2 separate regions of the Mus musculus genome follow, and region 1 is linked to region 2. Evidence: chromatin contacts called from public promoter capture Hi-C data. All regions are on one chromosome and are shown on one strand. Each heading gives the region's core, a stretch centred on a gene start, on an enhancer-like site or on the middle of the called end of the contact. The rest is flanking DNA. Distances are from core to core; before and after follow the strand shown.

Region 1 (6,570 bases), core at 1,099-3,598, 180 kb after region 2:
GGTGTTGGGGATTGAACTCAAGCCTCTCGCTTCTATATGAAATATTTCACAGCTTACTATCTCCTCAGCCCCTGGGAGACACTGACTGCATCTGCAGCACCGAAGGCCGTAGGATTGAAGCTGCGTTTGGTGTGCTAGTAAGATCACTGGTGGCCTTGGGCCCCCAGGGAGTTTCAGGGAGGGGACTGGATAGTAGAGACACAAGAAAGAATTGGAGTTAGAACTTTTATAAATTATTTTTATTATTATTATTATTTTGAGAGAGTCTTGTCGTGTAGCTTGCTGGTTAGGAGCTGCTAACACTCCTGCCTCTGCTTCTGGGATTATAAATTGGAGGTTTGAGTTCCATTCTCCATCCTCTGCCGGGAGGGGAGGGGGCTGGAGCCTTAGTTCAGTCACCAGTGGCCAATGATTGACGCCATCATGCCTCTGTGATGGACCCTCTTGAATGGCGGGCAGGGCATGGTGAACTCCCTAAGAGGGTGATATAGCCAGCAGACTCAGGGTGACTCGGTGGTGACCCTGGCCCCCACTTTGCTCCCTAGTGCCTCCATTAGGCTGCTCCCGAGTCACATCCTTTGTAACCACAGAAATGTCCATCTAAATAACATCAGAGTCCTGTGTACAACTCTAGCTGTTACCAAACCAAAAGCGGGGGTGGGGGTGGGGGGGGGGGAGAAGGGAACCCCTGACTGGGGCAAAGCCTAAAGGAAGTATGGATATCCGGGCGGTGGCCTTGATCTCAAGATTCTCCTGCCTCTACCTCCTGAGTGCTGGGATTGCACAGGCACAACTATGCCCACCACGTATTTCTGCAACGGGCTCCCCTTCCAGAATGAAAGTTGAAATTTATTGAGTTCATTGACGCCAAATCAGGATAAAAATTGTGGGAGCTCGGCTGGACTTCAAAGGAAAGGAGTGAACGCAGAGATGGCTCCGCAAACGCAGACCAGACAAACTTTTGGGCAAGTGCAGCCGTGGGTCTTTGCTACTTAGGAGATTTTTAAAGTTTAAACAACTGTTAAATGAGTCTGTACATCCCTTAGACTCTAGCTTTCACACTGGAACAGCAGCTATGTCAAAACACCTGTAAGCCCCCGAGCTTGGGCTATGACTTAGGGTGCCTAGGTGCCATTTACCTACGGGGCATGCTCAGTTACCATTTGCTACATGGATGCCCCTGGCCGGCACACCGCCACTGCCCCCTTGAGCCGTTGCTTAGATGTCTTAATGATGGCGAGATGGACAGAGAGCACTTGGTTTTTAGCTGTGATGGCCACCTTCCAGACACCTAGGCTTTCGGGTGGGTCCTCAGTTCCACACACAGGCTCCTAACTAGAAAAAGACGGCGCGGCCCACGCGAAACAGGTTTGTTTCGCAGAAGCCATGAACTAGGCTTTCTGATCGATGATTTGGGTTGTCGTGGATTTCCATCCTGACATTTTGGTGGCAGGTATTTAACCTTATTAGTTAAACTAATGCCAAACAACGGGAAGAGAATGGGTTTCTGTAGCGCACCGTGTAGACAGCAGTAGGCACGCAGCTACAGAAGGAGCTCCTATAGAAAGTTGTATTGATTTCTCATTACTTACTATTTACTTTTAAAGTTTTAGACGCGAGGTCTAATGCAGTCCAGGCTGAACTCGAACTCACTACATTGCTGAGGTTGGCGGTACATTTCTGCACTCCCTCCAGCTCCTGAGTGACAGGTGTGGGGTAACCAGCCCAGTTTAGAACGGTGCCGAGGATGGATTTATACCTGTGCCATTATTTATGGTGCTGTCGGAGTCAAGACAAGTTCCATTATACACCAAAATACCTCACTTCTTATCACCAGAAAAATACCCATCACGCCTCCCCTGTCCTGACAGGCTAAGATCCTGTGAATTCACAAGCCAAAGCATTCAACCCCCTTTTGGAGTCAGGTGTGGGGGTGCACAACTTTCATCCCAGCACTCGGGAGGCAGAAGAAGGTGGATCTCTGAGTTCAAGGCCAGCCTGGTCTACAGAGAGTTCTAGGACAGCCCGGGCTATGCAGAGAAACCCTGTCTGATAAAAACCAAATAGCTGTGATTTTCTTACGATACTGTAACTGCCCACTTAATATTTCCACCAATGTAGTTTAAAAACACCTTGATTTTAAGACCTTCTCGGTTCTGTTAGTATAAAAATCTTTATAATATGTTTTCCTTAGGGCTTGCAGAGACGGCTCAGTGATTAAGAGCACCGGTTACTCTTCCAGAGGACCAGGCTCAATTCCTAGCCTCCACAAGGTGGCTCACAGTGCTCTGTTAACTCCAGTCCCAGGGGATCTGATGCCCTCTTCAGGCCCTCATAGGCATCAGGCAGAGATTTGTGGTGACCTAAACTGTATTTCCAAGCCATAGTCACATGTACTTGGCTACAGAATAAACTACCTCTTATTCCTTTGGATGCTAGAGGTGTGTTGTTTGTGTTCATAGAAGGCTAGGTTATTTGCGTGTGTGCTGGGAGCTCCGACTTCGCCGTCTGTTTTCTCGTGGAGCCCAGAGCCTCGTACATGCATAGCGCTCCACCATCCTGCTGCAATCCGAGCAAGCCCGAGTCTTTGTAAAAGCCAGCAGTGCTTGTCTCCATCTGCTTTCATTTCCAGGCATGTTCTAGCAGCATCCTTGTGGCTTGGCGCCCGTGTTTTAGAGTGTGATTCAGCACAGGGCTCTCTCTAAGTCAGGACCACTTTGCCAATCAGGATCAGGTCATATTGCAGGCTGGGCTCTCCTGGACCAGGCAGGGAGCCCCAGGTCCTGTTAGCCTGCTGCCACTCTCCTCAGGGCTATTAGCTGGGGAGACAGAAGCCAAATGTCTCCCAAAGATCCTGGAAAATTAGGTTAGCACTGTCTGGCAGGTGCCGTGACTCAGAGGCTCATCCCGGCCACAGCTCATTGGCCCTGGAGTTGGAACAAGAACAATGTTGTCATGAATGCAAAGCAGGACAGGAGAGCCGGGAGGCAGGACAGGCAAGGACCTTCAGCTTGTTTTTAGGACCCTTTCCAAATGACTGAGGTTTTAGACTGAAGAGGACCAGAGATTCTCTGGCAGTGGGTGTGTAAGGTAAAGCCACTGGTGGGGGGCACTTACACCAATGGGGTAGCCTGTCCTAGCCACTTACTGTGTGACCTTGGGTAGGTAGCTTAACTCCTCTGAGAGCTCATCTCCTGGTCATTCAAAGGAGTGTAATAATAGTCACTGAGGTTGTCCTGAGGACGAGTGAGATGCTGCACATACGTGATAAACTTAACATTAAAGACATTCAGGGAAACGTGACCAAAGCATAAGATGGGGCCCAGCAAGCTCCCTTCTGTAACCTCCTCTCCCCAGCCTGAAACCTGTTTGCTCAGGTTTCGGTGTTAGAGAGCATGGGGCAGAGCTTGCCGCCCTATCGTCCTGCCACTCCCACTGCCTGCCTCCCAGCTGTTCCAGAGCCATCACGTGTTCACCTGCAACCTTACTCCAAGATGATTTGGCGGGAATCGGGCCCCTTCCCCTCCTTCATAACTCGGTGCACAAATTAGTAAAATTGAGCTTTGATCAGGATATTGTCTTAGCTTCGTCTTTTTCTCGTCCACCTACCTCCCTCTTCTCTTCCAGGTTTCCAAGATGCCTTTCCAAACTAGAACCCAGACATGTGAGCCACTGGCTGGACACAACACCCTTCCATTCTGCCTTAGTTAGGGTTATCATTGCTGTGATGAAACAACACAACCAAAAGGAAGAAAATGGTTTATTTCATTTGTACTTTTCAGGTAACAGTTCATTAATGAGGGAGGTCAGGACAGGAACTCAAACAGGGCAGGAACCTGGAGGAGAGAGCTGATGCAAAAGCCATGGGAGAGTGCTGCTTAGTGGCTTGCGCAGACTGCTTTCCTCTAGAACCCAGGACCACTTAACCTGGGAATGGGACCACCCACAATAGGCTGGGCCCTCCCCCACCAATCACTAACTAAGAAAATGGTTTACAGATGGATCTTATGGAGGCATTCTCTTGATTGAGTTTCCCTCCTTTCAGATGACTCTATCTTGTGTCAAGTTGACATAAAACCAGGCAGTAAAGGCCCCAACCCAGGGTGGGCCTGGATGGAAGATCCAGCAGCCAGGCCTTGACCCCAATCCTGGGAACATCACAGAAGATGGGTAGGAAATATGTTAAGAGCCAGAGGTTGGGGAAGACAGCTGTAAAACAGTGTCTTCCAGAAATGACAAGTATAGGTGCTCAGAAATTCTGGGCAGCCAGGGTTGACTGCACAAGATCTGCAGAAGATCAGTCTAGCTAACAGTCCAGTACGGGTGTTACCTTTGCAAAGCCCCACCCCACAGTGGGGTGCTACAGGCAGCTGTAGGGGAGACAAAATCAATTTTCTTCAGGAGTGGTACCTCTGTTAGGTTGCTCAGGCTATGGTGGACAGCCCTACACCCAGGTGTGTGTGAGCAACACCAGTTGGGTCCCATAGGTAAAATGCACCTACATATACAGATGTGAGATTGGGAGGAAGAGGGGCCCTGGAGGAGTCAGAGGTGGAGGGAGTCAAGGGTAGATTTAATCAAAATAAATTGCACTCATTTATGAAGGAGAAAGGTTCTAAAATGTACCCAAGGTCATGGAGTAAGTGTGGACATGGTATTAGAGGATCTCTATTAGTCTTAAATCAGTATTGTTTTTTACTGGTTTTCATGTACACTGGAGTCAACCCCCCAAAAAACAAACAAACAAACAAACAAACAAACAAACAAACAAGACAAACAGAACCTGAGGACGGAACACACACACACACACACACACACACACACACACACACACACACATTTGCACATACACAGTTTTTATTTTTTTGCCTGTTTGTTTTGAGACAGGTCTTTCCACATAGTTCTGGGTGTCCTGGAATTCACTATAGAGACCAGGCCACACAATTAAAAAAAACAAAAAACAAAAAACAAACAAACGTCAAGGGGCGAGGCTGTAGCCCAGAAGCATCTGCTTGCCCAGTGTGCACAAGGTTCTGGGTCTGATCTCCAGCACCACAAAGCAGTTCAGCAAGCAGAAGAATGGTGGTCAGCAGGGAGTGGAGGAGTCCTGAGCAGGGGTCTGCGGGGACTGAAAAGTGATGGAGACTCACTCTGGATGTGTTTAACATTCTCAGCTGCACACTTGAAATGGTCACAACAGTAAGAACACTTAGTGTAGTTATTAGCATTAAAAACATGATTATCTAGCCAAAATGTCAGATGCTAAATGTACCTACCATTTGTCTGTGTTAACAGATCAGTCAGTGACCAGTCAAGGCAGGTGGGAAGTGCTCGGGACCTTCCAAGTGCAGGAAGAGGTGAGTCAGAGTAAGCAAGCCAGGACTGGCCAATGTGAAATACTTAACTGTACTCTGGTATGTAGGGATTGTCCATCATTGTCTGGCACCTGTTAGGTTTTCAGCCGTAGTCTAATCAGGCCATGCCCACCGGTAGATTTCTTACTTTTTTTTTTAAAGCAATGCAATTATAACACAGATATCTATTACATGATCCTTAGCTTGCTGCTAGGATTTCTAGCTTCATCAGATGACCTTTCCCCCTGACCCTGGAGTCCTTTTTTTTTTTTTTAAAGATTTATTTATTTATTATATGTAAGTACACTGTAGCTGTCTTCAGACACTCCAGAAGAGGGCCTCAGATTTCGTTACGGATGGTTGTGAGCCACCATGTGGTTGCTGGGATTTGAACTCGGGACCTTCGGAAGAGCAGTCGGTGCTCTTAACCACTGAGCCATCTCGCCAGCCCCCCACCAGTAGATTTCTAAGCCTCTAACAGACTCATAGGAGCCCTGGTATAGAGGCAAATGGTAGGTGTCATTTGTACGTTCCGAAGGAAGTTCATAGACTTTATATTTCCGGGCTCTGGGTCCTTAAAGGGCTACTGGTGGTGGCATTATGGCAAAAACTATGATCTCAGTGTTGCACAAAGGAAGGAACATACAAATGGAGTGAAAGTAATTTGGGAAGGCAATTTCTTCTTGCAGAGAAGATGAGCCAGAACCCAAAGCTGGCTACTGAGCATACTCAGCCAAGATGGCTTCTATCGTTTATCTCTCACGTAGGTGGTGTGTCTCATCTCACTGGTGGGAGCTTGGTCCACCATCTGTGATTGACTGATAAGTGCAAAGGGAGAGGGAGGGGCTTGGGAAATATGGGCCCTTGTCGGGCTAATTACCTTTCCTAGAAAAGACTGTTTCTCATCGCACATCCTCCACGCATACATTAGCACACTGTAACCAAATGTGCCCTCATCCTCTGCATCCTTAGGGCCATACACTTCTTCCCCAAATTCTCTTCCTTCTGCCTTAGTGTCCTCCTTGAGCACTGATTAGCATCTAGTCCCAGTGTGATGGGGCCAGGCATACTGCCTCTTGGAGCTGGAAGCCCACTGTGGGAGGTGGTTAGGGTTAGACTGTATTTGAAAGGTACTTCCTGGGGGGAGAGGGACTCTGAGGATGGGCTTTCATAAAAAGTAGAAGCCTGCCCTAAGTGACTCAGGTCTCAGGCATAG
Region 2 (6,838 bases), core at 4,297-6,796:
GCTCCCATTGCTGGATTATATAAGTTGCTGTCATTTGGATAAAAAAAAAATTTAAGAGAACAAGCAGAACACTAAGCAACTGAATATGTCAGCTGATAGAAAAAACTACTCTGTTCATTATGTGTGTTTTTTCACTCCTCCAGCTGAGAAGAGAATTAAGGGTACCATGTGTTCTGGGCAAGCACTTTAAATACTGAGCTACACCTCCAGTGCCTGGCTTGATGTCTGGATCAAAACGGAGAAAGCCAACATTCCTCAGGAAGCTCAAAGAGTTATTAATGTAATCCTTAACCACTTAACTATAATTTTAGGACATCATAAGTGACCATTTGAGAATGGTAAAACTGAAGTCAACAGCTCAGTGTATCCAAGGCAGCACCTACTCTCATCGACTGAGAATACATGTGGTCAACCACTCCTGCACTGCCTCAATGCACCCCCTCACTCAACCTTAAACACAACATCCCTCTTGGTTTGTTTTGGGATGTGTGGAGGGGCACTGCATGTGTTTGTGACAGAATATGTCTATGTAGCCAAGCCAAGCCAAGCCAAGCCCCGAGTTTGTTATGTGTTTGTAGCCCACTCAATCTCACAATGTCTGCCATCCAGAGTACTGGGATTAGAGCTGTGTACCAATCATTAGCGCAAAAGATCAAGCTTGAAAGTCTAATAACTTTCAAGGGTTTTTTTTTTTTTTAAGAGTTTCTCTGTGTAGCCCATACCGTCCGTCTCTTGATCTGTAGACCAGACTGGCCTTGAACTTAGACCTGCCTGCCTCAGTCTCCCAAGTGCTGGGATTAAAAGGTGCACCAGTATGGAGGAGCTAGAGAAAGTACCCAAGGAGCTAAAGGGATCTTCAACCCTATAGGTGGAACAACATTATGAACTAACCAGTACCCCTGAGCTCTTGACTCTAGCTGCATATGTATCAAAAGATGGCCTAGTCGGCCATCACTGGAAAGAGAGGCCCATTGGACACGCAGACTTTGTGTGCCCCGGTACAGGGGAACGCCAGGGCCAAAGGGGGGAAGTGGGTGGGTAGGGGAGTGGGGGTGGGTGGGTAAGGGGGACTTTTGGTATAGCATTGGAAATGTAAATGAGCTAAATACCTAATAAAAAATGGAAAAAAAAAAAAAAAAAAAAGTCTCCAGCTGCTTTAAATGTCATGCACACATGTAGCTCTTGCTGATAGGGAAGCAGAAATGATGGATGCTTGAGTTTCAAAATTGCTCGCAAGCATGGGCAACCTGCTGAGACTCTGTCTAAATGAGAATAGACACAAAACCTCCCAATATCGGTGTTAGGGCAGAGAAGTTGGTTGGTAATCATCACTAGAGATTATATTTTCAAACTAGATTATGTGCATGTACATGTGTGTGCGTGTATGTGTGTGTGTAATCTTTGTATATATAGAGAATTTATAGATTTAAAAAAACAGATAGCTAATATCTATTAAATAATTCTCCAGTTTACATAAACTCATTTAATGATGTTATCAATAAAACTGTTAATAGCAGTATTATTTTAAATATCTACAAAATGCAAACAATCTAGAATTACAAAATAAGAACACGGGGACACCATAACAGCACGTTACAACATAAAAACTATGAGTTTAAAAAAAAAAAAAAAAAAAAAAAGGTGCACCAGTGAAAGCAAGAATGAGCAACACCTGGGGTGTCCTTCAACCTGCTTTTAAGTTGCCATAATGACCTAATACTGTTGTGTTTGGGGAAAGTTGGTGACCATACAATGTAACACATTTAAAAAGAGAACAGGCTACTGACCTTGATTGACCTGAGATTGTCCTCAAGTGTACACACAAGCAAGGACTCACACACATCAAAAAGATGCATTTAAACAACTGAGCTCAAGGTCCACTGAGAGGGTTGTCAGGCAAAGGTGCAGGCTGCAAACCCTTCTGACTTGAGTTCAGTCCCCAAGACCCACATATGGTAAGAGAACAAACTCTGGAAAGTTGCCCTCTGATCTCTACTCCCAAATAAACATACATAGTTTAATAAAAAACAAACAAACAAAAACAACAACAAAAGAGTCCTGGAATTCTTAAACATCACCTTTAAAAAAATACTCTTACTTAAGGTAGATATAGAACTGAATAAGCAACAAAAAAGCAAGTTTTCGACCAAAGTTAAGGACAGAGATAGAAGTACTGAAAACTCCTGGTACCCATCTGAAGTCAGGTATGAAATTCTTCACATAAGAGCAATGACTCTAACTCCAGCAGACAGACATCTGACGGGCAGACAAGAGTCTTCATTTAACCACAGCACACTTATCATGCAGAGCCACCTACCATTTATTAGAGCCAAAAATTCTTGGTGCTAGAATGGGAACAAGGTAGTCAGCCAGGCACAAAAACATAACAAAGCAGGAAACACCAGACAGCACAGATGGATCGAGATAATAGATAATCCTATTAAAAACAGAGAAAATTAACCAAGGTTAGAGAAGAGCAGCCGTCAGTCACTATTCCCAGTCAGAGCTATTCCCTCCCTCCCTCCCCTCGACTCTCAGAGCCGGGGCTGCTCCCTTTCTAACTTCCTCACAGAGGCGTTCCAGGGGCACCATGGCGTGATGTTGTCACAGCCATAGCGGTTAATGTAAACAGCAGTACTCAAAACCTCTGGAGTCCTCAATATTTTTTTTCCTGGGGGTTTTTTCGAGACAGGGTTTCTCAGTTAGCCCTGGCTGTCCTGGAACTCATTCTGCAGCCCAGGCTGGCCTCGAACTCAGAAATCTGCCTGCCTCTGCCTCCCCAGTGCTGGGATTAAAGGCGTGCGCCACCACGCCCAGCTGGGTCCTCAAAATTTACTAGAAGGAATATAATAAAGCAAGAGTGCTGAAACACAAGAGTTTGCGTGTCCGGGATTTACTCAACTGCATCAAGTTACAACTTTACATAAGGACTACAAATCTAGAAAGAGGGCAAGCTGCTTGCAATAAAGGCATTCCTTTTGGATTATGTATTACAAAAGCTTCTCTAAGCACAGGCTATGAACCCTCTGAGCATTAGCAATAGAATCTCACTTACAGGAACAGCAGGGAAACCACACCCATGATGGCAGGTGGAAACCAGGCTCTTTCCCATCGAAGGACTTTGTCAGCCATCAGCATCACCTCTCCCCAGCCTTGCAGCTGCTCTTCAAGACTTGCAGTCTCCACGGCCTACACATGATCAACAGTTAAGACTGTTACTTTGCCAATCTCAACACTTTGGTGGCTCAGAGAGTACTTTCTCAGGCATCAAAAACACGTAAAATGCCTTTTACAAAACTGTTATCTTAAACAAGGTGAGTCATGAAAACCTGCAATTTTGGCACCAAATATGAAAATCCATGGGTAGGAAAAAGCCTAGGCTTTAATGGTCATTTTAGCACTGGGCCATATGTCCATGATGTATAATAATATTCCCAAGATTTCACAATTTATTTCAATATTCATGAAAGTGAGCTTAATATGGGAAACTAATATCCCCAAATGCAGCCACAGAGCCAAGAGGCAGTGCTCAGAATATTACTAGATTGAATATTCTGTTTGCCCATTTCAGGTGGTTGGCATTGATCTGTCGATTGGCCGTTTTATTGATTGAAGTCCTTCTAAATCCATCAGGAGAACCTTTCCCTTAACACTAAGTACATAAATCTCTAAAATAGCTTTGTATAATGGAATGACTCTGATGTTGGCAGTCACTGTGGAATTAAAGAAAACTCTTTCAACCAAACTATGTGAGCTCAGCACTTAATGGCTCCTCATCATTAATGATAGAATTTCAATTAAATCTCAAAATTTTTCTGCATATGTGACAACTAGCCAAAAGCACACCTTTACCATGGGCTACTGTGACCTGAACCTATCAGGGACTTTGGTAACGGAAGGTATTTAGAACCTGTTTGTGCAGAACTCTGGATTCAACATCCAGGAACTACATACACACAATGCCCAACTGACACTATCAACTCTTCACAAAGGAATATGCAAATATAGAACAGTTCAGGCTAATTTTAATAAAGATGAGATATGTGACTAAGTACTTTTGACATCTCCCCATACTAGAAATCCTAAACATTTTACATGTTATACTTCAATTGACGCTCCAAAAAAACTGGAAAAGGTATTCTCACAACCTCTACTTTAAGATAAGGCGACTGAGACATAAAGGGGTTAATATATTTAAATCCAGGAAATCCAAGACTAATGGACTTGCTCTCCTTAAAATGATGGAAATAGTAGTGATCAGGCCCTCTCCCATGATAGTTTCCTTGTACAGCAATTAATCCTCTTATTGAATTGTTTGCTGGTATTGTGTAGGAGGAGTTTAAGGGTACAGGGTAAGCATCTCTATTGTATGGTACTGTGTGTGTGTGTGTGTGTGTGTGTGTGTGTGTAGGGAATTTAAGGATACAGGGAATGCACCTCTAAACACAAATACAAACTGAAAATCTTGCACTAATCAAAACTGTCCCGAAGAATCTTGTCGGCACTTAGCAGTTAAAAAGGCAGGCATTAAAAGCTGATTGCTTTTTTCATTTCTGATATGGCCTGCCTTTTCTGGGGAATGACAATACAGAAAAAAAAAAAAAAAGATCTTTCGTTCTTGCCTAGGTGGGTGATGCAGTTAAAAATTTGAAACTAGCAGGGCCTGGTGATGCGCAACTGTAATCCCAGCACAGGAGGATGACAAATACAAGGCTAGCCTCGTCAAGCTACACGAAAACCTAGCCTTAAAAACCAAAAACAAAGACCTAACCAAAAACAAAGACCTGTAATGAAGCAAACGCGCCCTCTTCTAATACCATCATCTCGTGTAGCTCCGTCAAATCCGTGCTAAATCATTTTTAAAGTTGCATCCAGTCCCGTGAGTCCCTCGCCAGTTCCCAGACAAGTGCCAGGATCCCCCACTGTCCTTTCCGCAGAACCCGTTTTCAGCTTCCTGCGGTGAACTCCAACCAGCCAGCTCCAACAAATTCTGTGTCAGCGATAAACTAATTCTCTGTAGCAGCCCTTTGACCCTCCACCCTTGCGCCAAGTTTTAGGAGAAAAAGAATCATGATTAAAAATAATCTACGGAACATGAGATTAAGATCAAAGGGCAAAACAGGTAGGTCTCCGGCCTGAGCCGGAGCGCTAGACAAGGCCCCTGGCGGCCGAGTGCCCCAACCTGTTACCCAGGTTCCTTCTTGCCACAGCCCCCTTCTCACACTTCCTCACGCACGGCCCAAGCCTTATGGTGCAGGATTCCGGGGGACGTTGGGGATCGCCAGCAGCGACCTCCACCGTGGAGATAAGGCCTGGCTGTCCCTGGTAGTCCACCGAGGCCAGGAGGCCCATCCGGAAACTCCGGGGACAGACTGACCACCGCAACTCACCAGCAGGTTGCTGCTGCGGTTATCCCCCTCCGCCATCGTTCCAGACTCGCGGTTATCAACGAGCGAACACACACTATCCCCCCAACACCAGCAAGGCAACCCGAGCGCGGGGGAACGCCCCGCAGTCTGCTTATATAGGCTAGCTGCCTTTCCCGACAGCCCTCGCGAAACTCGCTCCTCATTGGGTAGACCGCACTCCGGCTTCTGGGAAGTCGGGCCAACCGGCAGCTAGCGCATGACTTGAAATCCAGGTCAAAGGAGAGCGAAACTGAAAGACTCTGACCAATCAGAGTGCAGGGGTGTGGCCCTCGAGAGGCGGAGCGGAAGGAAGCGGTTCAACCGCCGTACCTAGTCTCTCACCCAGATCTTCCTAAATCCTGGGGCCTCTCTAGTCCCTAGCTCTTCTGCTGGAAATCAAAACCGCTCAGGCGCCTGTCCGCTCAGCTGCGCAGGGGATGCGCAATGGCATCCTATGCGGAGGCTGGAAGGGCAAGGACGCTTTAGGTTGCTGTGGCACCTGCTGACTGAAGTATTGGCTGCCCCAAGTGAGCGCTGTCTGTGCCTTCTCCCCAGCTCTGGCCTTTGGAGAACATGGAAGATGCACAAACTCTTAAAGGGCTTCATTTGCAGCCAGTTTTTGGGGGAATCATTTGCGGGGTGCTTCACTTGATAATCTATGAGTACTTCAGGTAGCTAGGGGAGCGCTTCATTCGGAGGGATGGATGAGTAGAGGAGCAATTCGGATGTTGGAGGGCTTCAGACTGATAGATTAATGGATGTATGGGGAAGCCAGGCTAAATACGACCTTCAACTAATTTTAAATTATTTTTAAAAACACTTCGTTCCTTAATTCCCAGGTTCTTTAAAGGCCTTGGAGGTTAAAGAGAAATGTGAGAGATCACATAGTGCTCCTAAATATGCCTGGTCCCTTCCTGGCCTATGGTGGCTCTGTCAAAGGGGCATACAATTTGTCATAGAACTTGTGGAAAGTACTAGAAGGTACAGACAACAGTTTTGACCAGGAAGGACGCTCATTGTGTGTGGGCGGGGCGGGGGGGGGATATTATGACTTCGGTTGATACAGAAATCATGTCAAAAATTGTAAAGCCTGGAATTCCCTCCTTCTCCTCAGTATTGAGAACAAAAGGACCCAAACAGCTGCTACCAAGCAATGAGGTGCCCATCTTGGTGGTACCAGGAGCAGTCACTTTGCTAAGAGAGGGCAGAGTAATAAGTTTTTCCTTGGCAACTTGGCTACTGCCCCAGAAAGCTTAGTTTAGTCGGTGTTCCCAAAGTAAAATTTAAGTTTAGGCCAGTCCCAGGTCCCAATCCAGCTCTCACTAACCTTCCAAATGGCTCAGAGGTTACAAACACCTCTTTTTCTACCACAAAGTGACCTTTTGAAATGTGTCAGAAGATGAAGCTCGTAACACAAATCTTCCTCAGAA

Evidence for each region. Promoter capture Hi-C pulls out the DNA fragments that hold promoters and counts their contacts.
Region 1: a promoter capture Hi-C map of hippocampal neurons shows a contact between it and region 2, with 2.1 times the contacts expected there. The contact joins the enhancer-like site here to the promoter of Arl6ip1 in region 2. A contact is called at or near these places in 8 of 39 promoter capture datasets (the C10 cell line, cranial neural crest, hematopoietic stem and progenitor cells and 4 more), 8 of 484 Hi-C or Micro-C datasets (B cells, the G1E-ER4 cell line, the STO cell line and 5 more), 7 of 115 datasets of contacts at active chromatin or transcription factors (the HPC-7 cell line, acute myeloid leukemia, bone marrow-derived macrophages and 4 more) and 2 of 9 other capture datasets (adipose tissue and liver).

The regions. Positions count from the first base shown.
Region 1 is chr7:118,311,698-118,318,267 of GRCm38.p6, forward strand. No RefSeq gene overlaps it. Among named protein-coding and RNA genes, the nearest start is that of Gm35083, 12 kb to the right of the region's middle. Within about 2 kb of position 2,349, at least 35 of the 459 cell types and tissues checked have an H3K27ac peak or open chromatin away from gene starts, as enhancers often do. A contact at or near this core is called in hippocampal neurons, where this site is marked.
Region 2 is chr7:118,124,079-118,130,916 of GRCm38.p6, forward strand. Arl6ip1 (ADP-ribosylation factor-like 6 interacting protein 1) reads right to left here and starts at 5,547. Exons shown (of 6, transcript NM_019419.2): 1 at 5,391-5,547; 2 at 3,056-3,189; 3 at 2,318-2,437. The coding sequence starts at 5,426.